Regions from separate parts of the Zea mays genome. Here region 1 is linked to region 2. A link is a contact called in public Hi-C data. All regions are on one chromosome and are shown on one strand. The core of a region is the stretch at or near the end of the contact, and the rest is flanking DNA. Distances in the headings are between cores, read along the strand shown.

Region 1 (4,720 bases), core at 1,386-3,885, 68 kb after region 2:
TGCTTGACCTGCACCCGTGGTTAGTTGATGCATGCAAGGACAGACGTACGGGCTGAAGTGATCGAGTCTTCGGTGCCTTATATCTTTCTATTCCTGGCGAGCTTCTCTTGCTTTCGTACGTCTTGCACATTGTGAGCAAGGCAAATATGAGTGGAGTTAGTTATCCTATCTAGTCATTTATGTCATTTAGTTGATCCATGTTTCTTTGTTGAGGACAGATATTATATTGATCTAGCTAGCTCGCAGTCTCTCTCACCACAATAATGGTGCGCACATATCTCGCATTATCTCCTCTGATTTATTTCTAAAATAATAAACATAAATGTAAATATAAATATTATCAAGAAAAATGAATCAAGGCACGTCGATGGGATTAGTTATGTATAGCCATATAGGCCTCTCCATGCATGTAGAATGCTGGTGTATATATAGAATTCTGTTAACCAGAAAAATGTTACTTGTCACAAATTATCACTGGATAGAGAAATATATTAGGAACATGAACAAGGGTCGGAAAATCAGTAATAATAATGCTCTGTCTATGCATATATATAGTTGCCCTTTTTCACTAGATAGAGGACAGGCTGACAGACCAAATATTGTTTCAACTTGCATAAACAATACCATCCTTTGCTTCCAACCTCTATAAGAATGAACTTCATTGAGAGGCAAAAAAAATATATATATAAGCGGAATACAACTATACAACAACTTGTGTATGTATATCGTATATGGCACCTGTTGTTAGAATATATGATATGTATATGTGTATCTATGTTGTCTTTAATTTGGATGGATGTGTAAGATGTAAAATTGCTCGCTCATTGCATCTTCCAAATTTCCTCCAAGGCCCAAAAGTTATCTGTAATGCTCTCGGAGAAGCCTTGCACCCAACCACTGAGCTCCATGTCCTGAAACTGGCCAGCGCCGGCACCAGCAGCCTGCACCACCGACTGATCAAGATCAGACGGCGGCGGCGGCGGCGGCGGCCACAGCCCTTGGTCGGCCTCCTGCTGCGCCGCCCAATCTCCGCCGTCCATCAGCATCTCGCCGGCGCGCAAGTTCGCGAAAAGCAGGCCTCCGTCATCGTACGACTCCGACGCGAGCGAGTCGGACGACGACGTCGCCGCCATGCCCGACGACGGCAGCGCGTGCAGCTGGCGGACGTCGTAGGCGCCCGCAGCAAGGTCGTTGGCAGCGCCGCCGGCCGCGGCAGCAGCTTGCTGCAGGTGCTGGGCCTGGTGGTGGTGCAGGACGAGGAGGCGTAGGTGGTGGTGGTGGTCTTCGTCGTCGTCGTTGGCCGCAGCGATGGTATCGACGTCGTCGGCGAGGTGCGGCATCCAGAGGTAGCGCATGGCGTCCTTGAAGCGCTTGCTGTTGGCGTCGCAGTTGAGCTGCTTGGCGTGCTTCTGCACCCGGGTCCTCCAGTAGTTCTTGATCTCGTTGTCCGTCCTTCCCGGCAGGTGCTGCGCTATCTTCGACCATCTGGAGTGGATCGGAGGGGGAAAAAGAAATCACAGGATCGAGAACGCAATTAGAGAGAATGCGAGGGATCGAACTGGAACAGCTTGGATTTGTGGAGAGAGAGAGAACGCGCGCCAAGCAAGCTAAAAGTAGAGGCGTGCAGCTTTCGTGAACAGTGCTGGAGTGAAAGCGAAAGATGTACTTGTACAATTCGCCTCTTGTGTGCGCCGTGTTGTCTTGTCATGTGCCACATCGGCCGCACTGTTATGTTATACAAATACGTACGGCTCCACGTCTATACGGTACGGGCCGGGGGATAGTTGTATATACCTGTGCACGTACGTACAAATACCATACGGTCTCGGTGCAGTGACAGGTGCATCATGTACGTGGGCAGTGGGCACTAGCTTCTATTACTACTGGACTGGAGAGCAAGCTGCCGTTTTCAACAGGGCTACCTTGCGGCCGTCCACACGATTTCCAGTCCAAAAACTCCGGCACGTGCAAGCTAAGACGACGTGTCGGTGATCGATCTCGGACTTGGGAGGAAAAAGTTGACTAATTACCGGTTGCCCCAGCGGGTGTGGAGGTCGAGGATGAGCAGCTGCTCGTCGGCGCTGAAGTTGCCACGCTTCACGTCGGGCCGGAGGTAGTTGAGCCACCGCAGCCGGCAGCTCTTGCCCGTCCGCTTCAGCCCTGCATGCATGCATGGCGCATATCAAGATCAGCCATCAGAAACGTACGATTGGGAGACGGAGATCGAGGTGATGAACTGATGATGACCGGCCGGCCGGTTTGGTGGGTTAACGACATACCGGCGGCGCGGGCGAGGTTGTTCCAGCGACCCTCGCCGTTGTCGGCGATGTAGTTGACGAGGGTGAGGTCCTCGTCTACCGTCCAGGGGCCACGCCGGAGCTCCGGCTTATTATTGTCGTTCTCAGCCTCCTCCTGCGCTCCTCCCTTCAGCTGGTGGCTGTGGTGGCCGTGCTCCTCGTCGACCGCTACGGCGGCCGGGAAGCAAGCAGCAGCCTTGCTGCAGGCGCTGCTCCTGCTCTGACAGCTCTGTGTCGTGGCCATGCTAACTGCGATCGACTGAAACAGGAATTGGTTGTGAGGCTGGGAAAAAGAGGGCGTTGAGGCCGGTATCGGTATGATGAGAAGATCTAGAGAAGATGATCAGTTAGTGGGAGAGGTATCGCAATTCCTCAGTCCTTTTATAGGCTAAGATGCGAGGAGAGAGTAAAGCATGTGAGGGAATTTATTAGTCTGTGTTCTGAAGGTGAAAGAGGGCAAGCTAGGTTGCCTTTTTAGTCAACTCTAGTTCAACTCGAACTACTCATATATTATTGGTCTTGATTAGTCCTCTCCTTATCAAATAAAGCAATTCTCTCACCAGTTTATTAGTTTTATTTCCAACCAATGAACCAGACAAGAAGCCAACTTGAGCCTGCCAGACACTTGACTACCCGGCATGGAATCTCAACCCCGGACAATCAAAATCCAATGTCTAGGGGTGCTGCCTGCCTCGGGCAGCTGTCTCACTGTGCAAACCAAACAAGTCCTCTACCCTTTCTCACATGTGCCTAGAAGGTCACAGTGGCAGAGTGCTCCTCTACCCTTTCTCGCTTTTTTTATAAGATACATTCTAGGGAAAAATATTTGCAGCCCAGCTGCAAACACAGGCTACTGCACAGCCCCTCACATAACAGCGTGGCTAAACGGGTGGCACTAGTAAAGAACGCAAATCAGGTACATGCTCGTCGCAAACAGGTGGTTTTCCCACTGGTTATCTGAGGAGATATAGAGGACTAGGTTTACCATCAGTGGGAATTTGGTAGTTAAGCAAAGGACAAAACAAAATGCAAACACATGTTTGATATGTGTTCACGGTATTCAAGTGTAAATAGTGATTATCAAAGAGATGATCAACTTTGGTTGTGCTTTTTGACTAATAAAAATTTCTAGATCCTAGTTAGTTTTGATGATTAATGACAATGTAAGACTATTACGACTAACATTTCTTTTGTAGAAATAACTTAAGTGATGTCATATTAATGCAAGATGGTTGGGCTTATATGGAGTTCAAGTTCTTTTTGACGAAAATTAATGGTCGTTTTAAAGGATGATGAAGAAGTTTAAGGATTGGATAGTTCTAAGTATCAATGAAGTTGTTGGACACTTAGAGTAGTGATATGGCCTTTTTCCTTTAATCCATACAATAAAAGAGGCATGAAACGAGTAGTTTGACGTAGTGAGTATAGCTAGGTATGTTGGTGCCCGTTTGGATCATTGGAATTGAATTCCATTCTAATAATAGTAATTCAGGCATATATCAATTAAACTAATTTGATTTTATGCAAAAATATATTTGTATACTATTATTAGCAAGATGTCGGAGATATTTATGTGCTACATTTTTACTATAGAGGATTGAGACGAAGAATGTCATGTAAGTTACAGAGTAGAAACAAATTCTACTAATGCATAAAATCATTTCTCATCTTCCACCCCATGAATTTGAGATATGCTTATATCTGAACTTTGGAAAGTCATGGAATGTTAGATTCCAAACTAAATAAGTTACTTTATTGAGTTAATTCCAATTCCTCTAAAATGAAGGGATCCAAACGCCGAGTAAAAGAAAATGTAATTCGAAAAGTGATTGAAATGAGTAAATTGGTAACTATATAGTAGCACCGGACAAAACATTGATAAGAGTGTGTCATGTAGTTTATAAGAGGAACACTGACATATCTAATGTGCATTGGATAAGGTGCACTATATAGGACACTCAAAGCTTGCATAAGTGACCTCGGACATTTTGTGTGCAAGGAATGTGTCCGATGTACCACTAGATATTGCACTAGACAATATAATTATAGAGTACTTAAACTATTTCTGAGAGGTCAAGTACTTACAAAACATATTCGTTACGACACTGGGAAAGATAAATAGAGAGGTTTGCAATTGTGTATCTCAGGACTTAGTAATGACTAGTTTTAGAAACTAGTCATTAGGAAGGCACTTACGTATCCAATGTAGTGGTTTGATGAGCACCAGATCTGTATGGTGCTCCCAACTATGCTGAGTGAAGGTGTAATGGCTAGTTTCACCCATTAGGGATATTTACACCACCTAACACATCCATTCGAGGTGTCTTCTTGCCCCTTTCAATAGCTGAAACATTCACTTGAGAATAAGGAAAATGCTTTGCATAATGATCAACTTGAAAGTTTGTAATTGCATGATTAGCAGC
Region 2 (5,458 bases), core at 740-3,239:
CACTCATGGCACCACCAAGTGGCCACTCAATGGCAGTGCACTCAGCCCAAAGGAGAGTGCGCACACCGGCGAGGGGCCCTACGGGTAGTGCCATGCCTCAACCATGCTCTTTCTCACTTGAGTTAGAGGAGAACGTGGAGAAGTTTCGCTTGTGAAGGGAGAGGGAGAAGAGAACGTCGCGCCAAGGAGAAATACTAGTTAGAATTTCCCCGGTGGCAGTGAAAATCTTGCATTTTATATGATTTGGGATTGAACACAGAGGCACTATGACCATCAGATTAGCATCCAAGGGCACATGGTGACCAAGCCTACTTTTTGCCCATGTGGGGAAATGCTCTCATGACCTAGAACCATGTTGCAGCGTAGCGTTCACGTGGAGGGGGGAGGGCTGACAGGTCATCTAGACTGGATCAATATAGGCTGGATGCCCTTAAAGCATAGTGCCAACGGTAACTTTGTTTAATCTTTTTTATTTTTCTATCGTTTGTAGGAGAATAATGATGTAAATATTTGTGCACTATTTTATCTCAAGAAAAACTGAGAAAAGTTATGTTAGTGCTTACTAAGTTTTGAAGTTTAACTTTATAAAGTTTTAGCTAAGTTTTTATGTTGAATATAATTGTTTTTTCACCTCTTTAAATTATAATTGTTGGTCACTTGTTCTCAAATGATGTGAATCAAGAACAAGGCAACACATTTGCTAGGTATTAAGAACCTTCGTCTTCCGAAACATTACCTCCTCGCAGATATAATGATCATTAGACGAAGGTCATGAAGGACATGTCTGCATCATGTTATAGATAAATAAGAATACACAAGGATAAATATAATGAGTACACCTCATTAATCCATTCGTATCTGCATTCCATAAAGTATATATGAGTATTAACAAAATATATATTACATTGATACCTTCGGCTTGCTCGAAGGCACTGACGCGGGGGAGATTACAATTCAGCGTGAACAATACGGTGCTACTGTTCATCTATTTATAGGCACGGGACGCAGCCCGGGTAAAATTACATTTATGCCCCTGACATTCATCTATAATCATAACACAGATCATTGAGGACTGAGTAGTCTTTGTCTCTTTTCGGTCATCATCATACTTGGTCTTCGTCATCACATCAAACCAAAGCTCTTCGGCTATAGCTTCATCATCCATTCTTATCACCTTCGGGCTACATCTTCAACCTGATCTACGTGCTACTACGAGGTCGTGAGATCGAAAACAACTAAAGTTGTAGCTACGGTTGATAGGATAGGGTTTTCTGAAGTTTTAGATGATCAAACAGTTTGAAAGTATATTCTATATTAATTAACATAAATCATATGAAAATAATATTCTAAATAAATACATAATTCAATTATAATCTAAGTTATAACGGGAGTAGAGGTCATATTCTAGTCAAATTATAAGTATAGCCAGGTTATAAACGTAGATAGGTTAATTTTGATTAGCATGTTCAATTTACTAAACATAAATTTAAACTATATCCATAAAAAAATATGCGACATGATAAAACTAATGTTGTTATTGTGTGGAAGATGTCATTATGAAACCATCGCAATTGGAACGGAGTAAATCGGAGTTAAAACGGATGTTATATGGGCTAAACAAGATTCTAGGTTATTTAGGGTTAATTTTATACCTAAAAACGGCTTCCAGGGGTTTATATGCAAAGTATCCATTAAATTCTATTTTCTTTACAATGAGAAACAGACAGCGGATTAGTTTCCAATTTCCAGGAGGGCTCTTATGCAAAGTGTCCGATCCAGAGGGGTATCTGTGATCCCTATCCATCCGATATCCTACCGAAGGCTCAGATTAGATCTAGTTTATAGTTAACTGGTACATCAAACTGCGGCCACTCGATTTCCATCAAACGACAATGATTCGACGTCGCGAAAAGTTACTCTCTCATCTAATCGTAACTGTCGATGCACAGATCCATGACCATGGGACAATAAAGCAATGGAGGGTTATCACGACCGCACGTATCTAATCAAAGGGCCATGAGGCCATCGTCGTCCTCACCACCGCTCGGGACGGTGGTGCAGGCACCGCCGCGATGGGGGAGGTCCCTGGTGAGCACAAAGGCGACCGCCTCGAGGCATACGTCATCCGATCGACAAGCTCAATAGGAAATGGGGATCGCGAGAAAATCGGTAGGAGCTAGCTTAGCAAAAATTGAGCAGCATGGAGCTCAGGCGGCGACATATGGCAGCCTGGCGGCTGGGGAATTACTCCGACAAGAAAATTCACACCAAGCTGCAGCTTCCGACACCCGAAACGACCACGATCAAGGTCAGTGCTCCCTAGTGAAGCGCCCAGGAAACCGCAGAAGCTGCGGCGACGACGCAATCGTAAATCTACACGCGGCGGTGACACTCTTTGCCTCCCCCCGCTCGGCTCTCGGTACTCTGGTGGCGGCTTCTGTCGCGACTTCAGGGGATGAGCAGGGTCCTGGGTTGTATATATATTCCATGAAGGATTCCCTATGGGGGCGAGCAAACGGATCCTCCCGAACTCTAAGGATTTCTGTTGGTTTGTTATGTTTTTGCTCGCACATCACGATGAAGGAAGGGAGCAGGAGATCCTACCCAATACGGCCCGCCTGTCAGTGACTCCCGCGAGGCTGCATTGGGGAAGGCTGGCTAGTGGGCCCTGCATGTTAGTGTGAGGTGGGTGACACGCGTTCAGAAGTCCGGACACGACACGGTAGGTGAGGGAGAGCGGAGAGGGACTGCAAGTGGGGCCCAAACGTCGGCTTGACCTAGACGTGGAGGTGTGCAGCAGTGGGCTTTGGAGGTAGATGAGTGGGCCGGGCAAAGGGGAATTCGGTCCAGGTAAGCAGGTAGTTTTTTTATATTTTCTTTTATGTTTCCTTTACCAATCTCAATTTAGATTCAAATTCAAATATGAGTTTCAATTTCTAATCTAAATGCAACATCCAAAATCATGAAGGCAAAGTACATATTTTTATAGCCTTATATATATTTATTTCAATTATTTTGTTTCCTTTGTTTAGTTAAAGGTTCAAAGTATATTATGCCTTTTTTTTCTTTTTAGGAATAATTATTACTCTTGAGTGTGTTTGATCAAATCCCAAGTAAGAAGAAAATTAAATATTCATTACCTTACTTGTTTACGGAAAAACAATGTTTTCTCTTTTACCAAGAGCCACTTTATCTTGAATATATTTAAGGGTATTCTTTAAATTTCTTGCAGAGAATAACTTGTCCTCTCTTTTCTCTTTTATTTCCAAATTCTAAAGTTTGAAACTTAAATTTATCTCACAATTTGAATATAAATGCAAACATACAAGAACCCAGCATGGAATGCACATTCACGTATTTATTTATTTGTCATTTGGCTACTTTACTTCCTTTAGTTGACAATGCACAAAGAAAGGAAGATCAAGAAATCCTAAAAATTCTAGCAGAGAAGTATATTTATTTATTTATCCTATTAACTTTCTCTTATACCAATTTCGGGCATTACAGCAGACAAAGCTGCTAAATCGACTGATGCCGAAGCTACCGTTGCAGCCAAAGATGAAAATCTCACAACCACTCTGTCCAAAATGGACAGACTTATATCAGACGTGGTTGTGGAGAAAGAGGTAGCTGCAGTAGTTTCTGATAAGGGGAAGAAAGTTGAAGAAACCTCTTCGGAAGGAGCGAATTTCGACCTACGGCACTTGGGCGGCCAACAGCTCTTCGAAAAGGACATATCAGAGCTAAAAGAATTTGCTATCTCCTGCGGCTACCAGCCGGGGTCAATGCTCTTCGGTTGGGTCAATGAAGAAGTTGTGGGATGCATCCGCGACCGCGCTGGTGCTAAAATTATAAGCACCCTGTTCAAGAGTATTGGTTTTTCGAAGCTTGAAAAAAGACATAAGCTTCTACAGACGCCAGCACATTATAGGAAGCTTATTTTACTCGAACTTCAAAGTAAGATGCATTTTGCGAGTTACTGTTGATATCTTCATGTTGACTTAGGTATCCTAACTTTTAATTCATTTTCATAGAGTTTGTTATTAAGCAAAGCTTTAAAAATGCAACAAGATGATGAAGATAGAAAGAACGAAATTGTTGTCAAGGGTTTCAAAGATAGAATCAAAAAATTGAAGATTCTCTAAATGAAAAAGATGATTTGTTGCATTCAACCGAAGGATCACTTGCCGAAGCACAAGCGCGGAATAAGAAATTGAGCAAGGAGCTGAAAGAGGCTTAGACGCTTTTGGAAGAAAACTCTAGCCAATTCAACCGTGAAACTGAAGCTTTGAATATGACACTCAAGGTTGAGGTTGAGAAGAACCTAAAGCTCAATGAAGCTCTCAGGACTCTTAAGGAGAAATGTTTCAACTTTGCAAGCCAATGTACTGCTCGATAAAAGAGTATATTCAATTCAAATGGAGCTGCATTCGAGGAGGCTAGCCTCTCTGCCGAAGATGTCCCCAGAGCACTCGAATGTGTCGAGAAAGAGGTTGACGTCCTCGACGAAGTCATAACTGGCCATGGAGACTTCTGTGCGCTAGTGGCTTCTCGCGGTACAGCCGCCGCTTTCATAAAAGCCGGGTGTAACCACGCAAGGGCCGTTAACAGGCCAAATTTTAACCTTTCGACATCGGACCTAGTTGATATTCCAGACAAAGCTCAAAGCATAGGCAACAGATTTATCACCCCAATCTGGGCAAAGGGTGACCGAGAGTTGGCTGGAAACGAAACTCGTAATATGCTTAACAAGGTATAGCTCTTTACCTCTATTCTTTTATTTTACGTTTTTCCTTACCAGATTCCTCATTACCCTTTTCTTCGTCATTCTTCAGGGTGATGGTGCCGAAGGTTAGTGAACCGAAGTTAGGTCTGAACCGAAGACCTTAGAGGCTTCCCTTTGTTGATATATGTAGAAAGACTTTTTGGAAATTCTTTATGCAAGAAGTGTATTATTTGATGAAGGATTGTAATTGAATGTGAACATAATTTTAAATATTTGTAAATGCTTTGTAATGCTATTTTACCTTTCATTCGTGTGATGTCTGCTTTGAAGTGGACGAAACCAATGCTCGTAGCTTTTTGAGTCGAAGGCGAAAAACACCTTCCCTTCTTTTTGTTCACATCGAAGCACTTCTTGAGCAAAATGAAAGATCAGTTCTTATATAGAACGAAAGTTCATTTGAGATGAAGTATCTTCCCTTCTTTTCGTTCACATCAAAGCACCTCTTGTATACAACGAAATTTCATTTTAGACGAAGCCTCTTCGTGTATTCGAAGTATTTTCTCATTGAAGGCAGAAACCCACGCTTTTCCTGTTAATGCTTTATGCTTTATGTTATGATGATGAATCTACAAATGACTAATGTATGTTTGTATGAATGCAAAAGATGATGTGATGAAGTATGCAAATGTGTGCCGAAGGTAAGAAACTCACGCGAACACATATCCAGACTCT

Evidence for each region. Hi-C and Micro-C count contacts between places; a contact is called where the count stands out from the background.
Region 1: a contact with region 2 is called in a Hi-C map of leaf mesophyll, with 2.2 times the contacts expected there. The contact joins the promoter of LOC100384300 here to the enhancer-like site in region 2. A contact is called at or near these places in 4 of 25 Hi-C or Micro-C datasets (bundle sheath, endosperm, leaf and 1 more).

What each region holds. Positions count from the first base shown.
Region 1 is chr1:152,367,220-152,371,939 of Zm-B73-REFERENCE-NAM-5.0, forward strand. It overlaps LOC100384300, which reads right to left and starts at 2,636. Exons shown (of 3, transcript NM_001176858.1): 1 at 2,280-2,636; 2 at 2,031-2,160; 3 at 646-1,485. The coding sequence starts at 2,541. The coding sequence ends at 822.
Region 2 is chr1:152,299,437-152,304,894 of Zm-B73-REFERENCE-NAM-5.0, forward strand. No RefSeq gene overlaps it. Among protein-coding and RNA genes, the nearest start is that of LOC118476061, 51 kb to the right of the region's middle. Within about 2 kb of position 1,990, at least 20 of the 20 cell types and tissues checked have an H3K27ac peak or open chromatin away from gene starts, as enhancers often do. A contact at or near this core is called in bundle sheath, endosperm, leaf and 1 more, where this site is marked.